3 separate regions of the Zea mays genome follow, and all the other regions are linked to region 3. The links are chromatin contacts, called in public Hi-C maps. All regions are on one chromosome and are shown on one strand. The core of a region is the stretch at or near the end of the contact, and the rest is flanking DNA. Distances in the headings are between cores, read along the strand shown. Region 1 has its middle 130 kb from the start of LOC109942316. Region 2 has its middle 77 kb from the start of LOC109942316. Region 3 holds the start of LOC100191820.

Evidence for each region. Hi-C and Micro-C count contacts between places; a contact is called where the count stands out from the background.
Region 1: a Hi-C map of leaf shows a contact between it and region 3, with 5 times the contacts expected there. The contact joins the enhancer-like site here to the promoter of LOC100191820 in region 3. A contact is called at or near these places in 2 of 25 Hi-C or Micro-C datasets (both in leaf).
Region 2: a Hi-C map of leaf shows a contact between it and region 3, with 3 times the contacts expected there. The contact joins the enhancer-like site here to the promoter of LOC100191820 in region 3. A contact is called at or near these places in 7 of 25 Hi-C or Micro-C datasets (bundle sheath, ear, endosperm and 3 more) and 1 of 3 datasets of contacts at active chromatin or transcription factors (leaf).

What each region holds. Positions count from the first base shown.
Region 1 is chr9:70,658,410-70,662,359 of Zm-B73-REFERENCE-NAM-5.0, forward strand. No RefSeq gene overlaps it. Among protein-coding and RNA genes, the nearest start is that of LOC109942316, 130 kb to the left of the region's middle. Within about 2 kb of position 1,347, at least 11 of the 20 cell types and tissues checked have an H3K27ac peak or open chromatin away from gene starts, as enhancers often do. A contact at or near this core is called in leaf, where this site is marked.
Region 2 is chr9:70,604,354-70,607,929 of Zm-B73-REFERENCE-NAM-5.0, forward strand. No RefSeq gene overlaps it. Among protein-coding and RNA genes, the nearest start is that of LOC109942316, 77 kb to the left of the region's middle. Within about 2 kb of position 1,483, at least 18 of the 20 cell types and tissues checked have an H3K27ac peak or open chromatin away from gene starts, as enhancers often do. A contact at or near this core is called in bundle sheath, ear, endosperm and 3 more, where this site is marked.
Region 3 is chr9:70,819,517-70,823,106 of Zm-B73-REFERENCE-NAM-5.0, forward strand. It overlaps LOC100191820, which reads left to right and starts at 1,508. Exons shown (of 10, transcript NM_001137244.1): 1 at 1,508-2,089; 2 at 2,646-2,759; 3 at 2,845-2,889. The coding sequence starts at 1,634.

The sequences.
Region 1 (3,950 bases), core at 97-2,596, 160 kb before region 3:
TCTTTTATAGTAGGTCACTATACAACAGGCGATGTATATTTTGGACCGCTAGGTTACAACCTATGGTCCGTGGTACATCTCATATGCCACAGAAAATGTTGTTTGACATTTGCAATGGTAATGTTTCACTATGAAGATATTTTTGTGGCAAGAGAAATGTCCTGCTGTAAATATAGCGTTGGTTGTAGAACACCTTAGTCACCGTGAAGTATGTATATGATCCTCCTCTTTCCGTCATTTCACATGTTCAGCTACGCAAAATATTGCAAACTTCTCAATATATTTCCTCGAGTTTAAACTAATAGGACGAACCGATCACATTCAGTTAGCATGGGCTTCCATAGTATTCGTATCTTTCAAGCAACATGGTCACGTAAGAACTAACCTCCTTATCTGTTGACTTCCCATCCTTCGTTAGTTTCCCCTTTTTACAAACCCTGAAGATGAACATGCATATTTCTAATCCAAATCAAGGATGTTATGCAGATTCGCCAGTAGGATGAAATCTTCTCTTTTCTTTATTTCAAGTTCCGCAAACAAATGATTTGTGGGTAGACACTACTATGTTCATCCGTCGCTATGGCAATTTGCTATCAGATTGATACTAATATAATGTATGTACGTTACGACGACACGGCATATAAGAACAATTATTACATTTTATTTTAGCCAAAAGTCCTATAAAAGTATGAGTTAAAATGAGTTAAACTTATTTTTATAGCTCGTTCAGTCGCTCGTCCTTTTAATACTAGCGGGGTGGTACTATATGAGAGCGCTGCGCTGCGTGTGATTTCCTGTCGTGTCGGGCTTAGGTAGTTTATCACGGCTCATCTGAGGCTTGAGTGGTTTTTACGGCTTCTCTATGGGATAATTGCCCATTAACAGGAGAGAAATAGATCTACGTGATTCGCGCGTACGCAGAACTACCATAGAAACTGATGTTTTATAGTAGTAGAGAAGTGTTGCAGTATCATTATTGAAACTCATGTCATCTACTATGTGTCTGTTTGGGACAACCTTTTCTAGAGAGATTTTCTAAGAATCTAAAATTCTGGATAATATAGTTGCAATGAGAATCTGGATTCTGCACGGTTTAAAGTTTAGAAAGCGACGGATTTTTCTTGTCGCGATGACTCTACGGATTTTACGTTGATTTATGTAATTTTTATACAAATGGTTCTTACATAAACAGACTTCGGAACTAAACATTTTGCGGCAAAAGCCGATTCTAACGGAGAAAATTCAATCAGAAGCCGAAATAAACAGAGGGTGGGCCCTTGTCCCCTGCGCAAAGCTTCCACACGTGTCCGACAACGACACTACACCCGTAAGCTTTCCGTGCTGGTGTTGTTCATCAGTTCATATATATCTTCTGTGATGATGATGCTCTTGTCCGTTCTTCCCCCACTTGCGTTATGGAAACTCTGTGTGCCCGGTTGGCAAAAATCGTTAGCGCCGAAGTTCAGATCAGGCTGATATGGTTCGGTACTTTCTCATATACGTAGGATATGTTTAGAATAGTTTTTATATCTATCTGTCACGAGAATCTAGACAATATTTATATGCGAAAAAAGATAAAGGAGGTTTAGCAACTGACGGATTCATCTCATATTGACGACTCAGCTGCTACTGAATTTATATTGATTTAGACAATCTTTATAGAAGAGATTATTGCAGAAACGGATTGGGAATCTAATCGTTTCACTGTGAGAAGCCGATTCTGTTGATTAGAATCTAGATAGAAAACGAAACAAATATGACCATATTTTCTGTATCCGCAGCTCTATTAAGTCCTTCGTGCAATATCTTTTCGAATAAAGGTGCACATGTTCCAAAGAATATAAAAATATAATCAACGATGCGAGAAGAGGAGCCTCTCATCTTTTTCGCCTTTTTGTCATTGGTCCTGGATTCGCTCTGGTTTGGTCTATCGGAACAATCATGATACCCTGCTGCTGCCGGATCAGGTTGGATCTGAAGACAGAGAGAACAGCAAGGTGGGAACGTCATTTTTATAGATTGAAAGAATTTCTCTCTTGTTCAAACTCCCCTAGAGAGAATTCAGGTCATAAGCATTGACCGTGAATTCTTTAGAGGTGTTTGATTTCTCGACTAAAATTTAGTCGGTATTATATTTAATATTTATATACCAAACTTTAGTTACGTGGAACTATGTAGGCGTGCCAATCGTGCGACCATACCTAGCTCCTAAAATTTATAACAATCTACATAGATAATATAAATAAAAATATTATTTTGTATAAAATATTTACTTAAATATGTACAATATATTTAAAAGTATGATAAATATATAAAAAATAAAAAATATCTTTGATATAGATATTTGCGTATAGAGGATGTTGTTGAAGAGAAAGAAAATATAAATAATAAACTTTTTTAAAAAAGACTGTAAAATATAAATATAGAGAATCAATATTGAAGACGTTGGTGGAGACTGTCTTAGGGTGACTCTTGGGCTTGAGTCGCGTCAGTTCTCACGACAGAGATTTTGACAGGAATGACGGAATGTTGAATGCTTTTTTTTATATAACCATTGAATGCTTCAATTGACGTGATGACGAATTAGTACATGCTAGTAGTACTGTACAATGCAGGTCGTACCATATGTTTTCAGTTCCAGCTTTCTTTATAATCCATTGACCAAATATAATTACCGTTGTTATTCGCAAATAGTAGCAATATACGGTCCATTTTAGATGGCATCAGATGTTAGAGCATCTCTAACAATCACTAGTAGAAAAGAGCTTAAAACCTGCGGCACTCATAAATTATCACTGACGGTTTCAGTTACCGCGCGCTAGTAAAAAAACCAGGTGGGTCCGGCTTGGGAACCACCAGTGGAAACCTATTTTCACTGGCGGTTATCTTAACACAACCGCCAGTGGAAATAGGATATTTACACTGGCGGTTCTGTTACACCAACCGCCAGTGGAAATAGGATATTTACACTGGCGGTTGTGTTAAGATAACCGCCAGTGGAAATAGGTTTCCACTGGCGGTTTTTCAAGCCAAACCGCCAGTGAACTATGTGTTATAAATACCACTCTTCCTCCCCGACAGGAGTTGTAGCTCGCAGCCAACTTCCATTGGAGGCGATTTTGGAGGTCCAGATTTCACAAAATACAAGGGGGAGGTTTTGGTCTTCATTTTTTGGAAGAAGGTGAATAAGAAAGGTTGATTTATGTTTCTTTGTTAATTTTTGTTCATTCTTGCTCAATTTTAGCCACATTTTGGATCTAGGGTTTTACATGTGAGAGAGAAGAGTATAGCTAGGTTATTTTCTCTATTTCCTCAAATGAGGTTGCTTAAGATGGTTAGATTTTGTCTATTCCCTCTCCTTTTTCATGTTTAGTTCTCAAATCAGTTTATCCATGATACATATTTAGTTGCTTAATGAATGGTGAATGTGTTGTATGGAGAGGGAGGATGATAGGTTTGGTAATTAAGATTGTTTTTATTAATTGTTATGAAAGGTTGGTTTAATTATGTTTCAATTGCCAATTATTATTCATTTTTGCTCAATTTTAACTACATTTTGAAACTAGGCTTTCACCATATGTTAGAGATAGGTTTGGGTATTAAGATTTTTTGTTTATTAGTTGCTAGGAAAGTTTGGCTTATGTTTCTTTTGCCAAATTTTGTTCATTTTTCCTCCATTTTAGCCACATTTTGGATCTAGAGTTTCACCATGTGTTAGAGATAAAGTAGTTAGGTTGCCTAATCCAACCGCCTATGACCTTTGTTGTATAAATACCCCTTCATCCTTCCCGACAAAAACTGTGTAGCTCGCGCGCAGCCCAACTTTCATTGGAAGGCCAGATTTCACAAAATACAAGGGGGAGGTTTTGATCTTTATTTTTTGGAAGAAGGTCGCTAAGAAAGGTTGTTCATGTTTCTTTTGCCAATTTTCTTTATCCATGATATATTTA
Region 2 (3,576 bases), core at 233-2,732, 220 kb before region 3:
ATATTTAGCTCGTTAGTATAACGAGCTTGTAAACCCTAAAAATATTGAGTTAAGAGATCAGGTATTCCTTCTATGTCTTTTATATGAAGTAATACTAAGAAATCATGTAAACATAAGATAAAATAGAAATATCATCAATCCAGTAGGATAAGCTATCCTCCTCACGAAATTTAAAGAATGCTCTTAAATAAAAAATATATATTCAAGATGAAGAGACTCTTCGTAAAAGAGAATACATTTTTTTTCTAAACAAGTAAGGTAATGGATATTTTTGTTAAACTTGGAATTTGATCACATACTCAAAAGTAATATTTTCCCTGAAATGAAATAAAAGGTGAGCATGTCATATTTTTGGCTTTTGCCTAAACAAAGAAATAAAATAATTAATATAAATATATAAAATATATATTTTGCCTTATGGCAATATTTTGGATTGTTGCCTTTGAACATAAATTTGAAATTTGGATTTTAATGTGGATTTGAAAAAACTGAAAAGAAAACAAATAAAGAAAAAAGGGACATTCTCACCCGCATTGGGCCCAATCCGGCTGTTATCGGCCCACCAGACCCATCCTTCACGCGCGCTCGGATTGCGACTGCTGCCTGGACCTCTTGAGGTGACAGGTGGGGCCCCTGTCAGTGGGGCACGCCGGTACGACTCTGCGTTGCTGGTTCACACACTGGCATGTGGACCCAGGCGTTGTCGTATCAACCGCACTTCGGAAGTTCTGCGCGGACGCCGAGAAAATCGGCGGTGATCCCCCCACCAATCGCAGACCCGTAGCGGATAAAAGTTGGTCGTGTGCCCTACTGCTCGAGTGCCTTAGGGTTCGCCGCCACCAAGTAGAGCGTTGCGCACCGTTTTGATCGCCGCCGCGGACATACGGAGATTTTAGGGGCTGCCATCACCACACGCCAATTCTCTGTCATCGTGCTTACCCGCGGGGGTGCTCGGGGTTGACAGACGGGGCGAAGGGAGCTCGTGTGAAGGACGTCCGGGCCGGAGCCATCGCGGACACGCCAGTGAGCACCAAGGTGAGCTTTCCGCAGTGGAGTTACCGCGCACTGCGATAACATCGCCTCCAGCTCTTCGTCAGGTTAGAAACCCCGAATTGTGTATGATTCATTCCCAATTGCGCGCTAGCTCGACGAATTAGAATATGAGGGCGGGATTTGGCCGATTTTTGCAGCCGGCCATGTCCTCGCCGCCGCGGGCGGGGCCTCACCGTGGATGGGGTCCTGGGCACGTCTTCGGTATGGGAAGACAATCCCTGGGCCATTGATTTAGTGATTAACGGCCACGAATAGAAGAGAGAGTAGGAGGTTTGGAGCCCTTGGATTAGGCGTGTACGGCTTAGATTAAATCTGGGTAGCGTTTCGCCCGCGACCATTAGATGTCGATCGGATGGTTCGGGTGGGATCTCTGGTATTTAAAATATGGATCGTTGGATGGCGATCCGATGGCCAGGATAGGATACCGGTTCGACGTGTTTGTGGATTTAATCGGCGCCCTCGATTTTGGATCCAACGATCAGAAAACACCTATACCCCTTCGGCCGCGGCAATTTTGCTAAAGAACCCCTGCCCTTATACGAAATCAACACGCCGTCCTGCGGCATAGTTCTGTGTCTTGGGAAAATTTACACCGAGGCCCCTGCGCTTTCCAGAATTCATGCGCGCAGTACAAGAACGAGTGAAATGGGAGAATTAATTATAGAAACTAATTTTTAATAAAAAAATAATTCTAGGACTTGTTTAATTCATAGAAAATGCATACTTAGTCCAAATTAATCCATTCCAGTTCCTATAATTTTGTAATAATGTTGTTTATCACATAGTGTCTCTGTTTTGACATAAAAACCAAATTGAAATTTATCTCTTAATTAATCTCGTATCAAATACATAGAACATTCAGAAATTCATAACTCTTCTGTTTTAATTCCGAATTGATTCGTTCAAGTTGCGTTAGCCTTGTATAAATATTTACTATGCAGTAGTAACATTTATTTTATGATATCCCATACTTTTATAATTAGGTAACTAATTTGATTAACCTATATTTTCGGGATTAGCTTATTCTAATAATAATATAGAATCATGATCTTAGGGTTTATCTTTGGCCTAAAAGATGATTTATAATCAAGTAATGACTTAGATTAAAGTTGAGTTAACTAATTCTCTCATACGATGTATACTAATCAATTTATAATATAGTTTGATATTTTAATCTCATAGATCTTCTATCATAACTCTTTAATCGTAGCTCCGATCTTAGTGATTCTCGTTCCCACGATCTCGTAGCAACGTGTAGGTCATTATTATGCAGCTGGCTCTTATGTTTGGTGTGATTTTAATTTTGTCTATACCATGTTTGTTTGTATTGCTATGACTAGCAGTGAGGTCATGAGAATCTGGGGATCATCCTGGTACCTGGAATCTCAAGTCCCAGGCAAGTTGTGCCCTTGATCACTTTCAGTTACCCAATAATGTTCTTTATTATCACTTATCAATGCATAGGTTTAATTTTGATGGGACCCAATAGGTCACTCTAGTCTGATTATCTTTTACCTTGTTTACCCCTGAATCATTTGGGTAGTTTTGCTATTGCTTTATATGGTTTTGGGTTAATATTTCATTACATCCATGTCCCAATTATTCTATTATTTTATTTATGTTCATGTAAGGATCATTATTTTTAATTGGAACATGGAGCTTAACTTGAGAAACACGTGCCACCACAAGGGTGGAATGGGACGCCCTTGGCTGACTAATTAGGAAAGCTAGTGGAAGACTACCTTACTCGAAAGGGGTAAGTGCAGTAGGGGAGTAGGCATGCAGGGAGGTTCTCGGGTTGATTTTGCTGCGATGGCGGTCAGACGAGGGATTCCTGCAATTGCTCTTCCCAGAAACTGTAGCGTGTTTTCAGAAGCTAGTGGAACTTTGTAAAGGCCTCGTAGTGTTACCCTGCCTCGCTTCCTTGGTAGAGGTGTATGTGATTCATGACCCCTTGGTAGATGGGTAACATGACTTGTGGGTAAAGGGTACAACCTCTGCAGAGTGTAAAACTGGTATACTAGCCGAGCTCACGGTCAAGAGCAGCTCAGGACTCTCGCATGATTAAATTATGGAACTAAATTCAATTTGTTATTTGCATTTGCATGAGATTATTTATTAATTTTGTTATTTTATTCTTATGGTTTGGTATTTACTTACATTTAGTCACTGCTAATAAAATTTGACCAACTTATTAAAAGCAATGCTCAGCTATAAACCCTATTGCTGATCAGCCTTACACATCACATGAACTCCCACCTTTGGTGAGTTCATGCACATTATTCCCCACAACTTGTTGAGCGATGAACATGTGTCAGCTCACCCTTGTTGTCTCACATTTCCCACAGGAGAAGAACATGTGGTTCAAGAGGAGCCACACAACTAGGAGTTCGATTTGATCTAGGTGGCGTCTCCCAGTTGACTTTATGGCGCCAAGGATGGACTTTAGTTTGTTTTATATGTATCTTTTATTTTGTAAGACTTCCGCTATGTAATAAGTACTCTGATTATATTGTGACATTT
Region 3 (3,590 bases), core at 258-2,757:
TCCACGCATGCAACAAAAAAGACTTGATTTGGCCTTCTCTGCCCGCACATGCAAGTGTGGCCATGCACATACAGGCATCCATTCAGAAATTGGGGTCAGTCAAGGCACGGACAGATGCCGATCGCCTAGAAGCACACAATCAATCATGAGGTAAAATACTCCCTAAATTAGGGGTGGAAATTTGGCTCGGGCTCGACGAGCCGGCTCGGGCTCGGTGAGGCTCGGCTCGGCTCGAGCCGGCTCGCGAGCCAAAACGAGCCCGAGCCGAGCCTGATTTTGTAGCTCGCCAGAACTGCGAGCCGAGCCGAGCCGGCTCGGTCCAGCTCGCGAGCCGGCTCGCGAGCCGAGCTAACAACGTCAAGTATACTATTATACCATATTATTGTTATGTTTTGAACTATTTTATTGAATTTCTTGAACTTGATACGTGATACACTTATATTGTAGTCTAAAAATATATTATACATATTTTTTATATCTTATATATAATAAAAAATATATAATTTATACTCTAAACGTGATTTAGTGTGAGGCTCGCGAGCTGGCTCGAGCCGGCTCGCGAGCCGTTACCGAGCCGAGCCGAGCCTCTAGGTCGGGCTCGCAAAATGACCGAGCCGAGCCTGGCTCGGCTCGCAGCTGCACCGAGCCACGTCGAGCCGAGCCGAGCCGAGCTCGGCTCGGCTCGTTTCCAGCCCTACCCTAAATCAATAATTTAGATAGTTAACCTAAAAACTCATCTTCAACAGCTCACTAAATGAACTTCCTAAATTTAGTCACTTTCATCTAACCTTATTTCTTACCTACATTTAGCAACTACTTACCAACTCCTAAAACATAAAATCTGGCACACTTCTTTTATTTGGACGTCTTTTCTATATTCTGAGCCCATGCGTCGGCTGTCGGTGATGCACAATTGCAGCATCTAGTAAGTTAGAGATTAAACAATTAATAATGTAACAGTTGCGCATGCACAGGTCGAGAATAAACAATCGTGGCAACAAATCAAAAGGACAACACAACTCACCATATTGAATCAGTTTGCTGACGAGGTCACAATTTTGAGATCGAGTTGCAGAAGGGAGATGAAAACAAAAGGAAAAATGGCTAATTCTATTCAAATTGGTGATATGACAAGTTTTAACATATTAGGAAGTAGTATATAGAGAACTGTTGGAGGAGATAAGTTTTTCTGTTTTCTATATTATTTAAAGATTTGCTAAATCTCACATTTAGATAGTAAAAATATACATAACTATTGGAGCTGCTCTTATATTTTAAAATTTAGAGCACGTTCAGTTCGTCGAGCCCGTGCCAACGTGCCGCTCATCCTGCCGTCATGTCCTGTTAGCTTTGATTCTTTCCTAAAAAATATTTCGTATCAAGAAAATTATTTTGTAACTTAGAAAAATATTTAGGAGAAAAAAGAGGGAGTAAGAGGGTGCGGGCTTTGGTCCGGGCTCCTATTTATAGCCAACTGCCCCGAAAGCGATCTCGCCTCGGCTCATCTCATTTTTCTATTTCGGCCCCTCTACTGTTCCAATAATAATAAAAAGATTCTCGATTCGATTTACTCGCCAATTTTCAGTGAGCGGCGGCGATCGGCTTCGGATCGGCGCAGCGCGGCGGAGCGGAGATGGTTGCCGTGGCGGTGGATGGCCTGATCCGCGGTGCGGACGCCGTGCCGGCGGCGGAGAGGGAAGCGGTGAGGGCGGCAGCTGCGGAGGCGGCGGCCAAGGGCGGTGAGGGGGAATCGGGGAAGGAGGAGGTGAGGGAGTATGAGAGCGACATGAGGAAGCTGGAGGAGCTGCTTTCTAAGCTGAACCCCTCGGCGGAGGAGTTCGTGCCGCAGTCCCGCCGCCGCGTGGACGGCGGCGCTCCCCGCCTTTCGGCCGACGCGCCCGTGTTCGTGTCGCCGGCGATCGACTACTACGCGCGCCACCACCAGCTCCCGCCGCCGCCGCTTCTGCAGCAGCAGCAGCCGATGCACGTGCTGCAGTTTGTGGGTGGCGTCGGCGGGGTTGGCATGGGTGGCGGCGGGGGGATGGACTCCAGCAGCGACGGATCCGCCAATGGTCAGCCGAATCGACGGGTAATCGTTGAATTGCCGAGTCCGATTCGGTGTGGATAGTCTCCGGGTAGGGGTTTGCAGTGGGCTGTTTCTGGGTCAATCAATCGGTGGCCTTTGGACTTTTTCATGATGTTGATGGCTTTGGATTTTTGGACACTCCCGCGCCATCGCTTGCGGGAGATGATCTTTTGTGAGGGTTTTAGGTCTAGATTGGCTCATGGCTGCAATATAAAATTCAATCCATGTGCCAGGATCAGTTGATATTGACACTATGATACAGGGGACGTTTAAAAGATTCTCATCAGTTGCTTACTCCCTGATCCGTACCCTGCAAATGAATTTTGTCATTGGATTTTCGTTTTGGTTGCTTTCTCCGTCTATGTTCTCCCAACGTATTGTTTGCCAGTGCTATGAGTTGGGTAGTACAATTGGAGTATTTTCTTGTCATTGGATTTTCGTTTTGGTCTCTTGCTCCGTTATGTTCTCCCAACGCACTATTCGCTAGTGCTATGAGTTGGGTAGTACAATTGGAGTACTTTCATGAGAATAATGGGCTGCATTTGGTCTGTGATTACAGAGAAGGAACGGTTTCATCCAGGGGAGGAGAAGGATGATGGGTGCCCGGCCTCGTCGAGCTGACAGGGAGGATAGTGTGCGGCGGACAGTCTATGTCTCTGACGTTGATCAGCATGTAAATTCTTGAGAATGAGCTCTTTCATGTTTAGATATAGTTAGTTTTATATTTTTCTTGATCTATTAACCCATTTGATTTCCAGGTAACTGAACAGAAACTTGCTGAAGTTTTTTCAACCTGTGGACAGGTGTGTTCTTAGGTTTCTGATATTCAATCTACTCGAGGTCATATGATTATTATTTGTCTATATGCTGATCACAACAAATAACGAAATATGAACATCCAGGTTGATTGCAGTGGATGTTTGTATTTTATAGTAACTGGCATTGCTCTAGGATGTATGAATTTGTTAACAAGTTGGTTATGGCTGTAGTTTCGTTGTTCCTGAGCAATAAAATCCAGGTTTCCCTCAGTCTGGGGGAAAACTGATCACAACATTTGTCTCTTCTGGCTTAAAGATTGTAGGGGCGCATTTATTATCTCCAAGTCGTAAATTTTAATTTATATTGTTGGACATTCTGTACCTTGTTAGAATACTGGCATCATTGCATTATAAATAAGCTATCATGTGTACAGTTGAAATCTTATACTGTAATTTGTATGGTAGGTGAACAAAGAATGAATTTGCAATATAATCTGAACACATAATTTCAATTGTGAACTTAATTGGGTGCCATCTGGACTAATAATTCAGTTAATTGCACACAAAAAATAAATCAGTTATTGTTATTATTTATAACAAATTCCCATATTTGTTAGGTTTGGCTTCTTTTCATGTTTCCTTGTATAGACACTAGCCAAGGTATAATATCTCTTGCAGAATTAAGATCAATGTGGCCTAGCCTTTTGAATCAACCATATACTTAAAATGCTTTTCATGGAATTGCA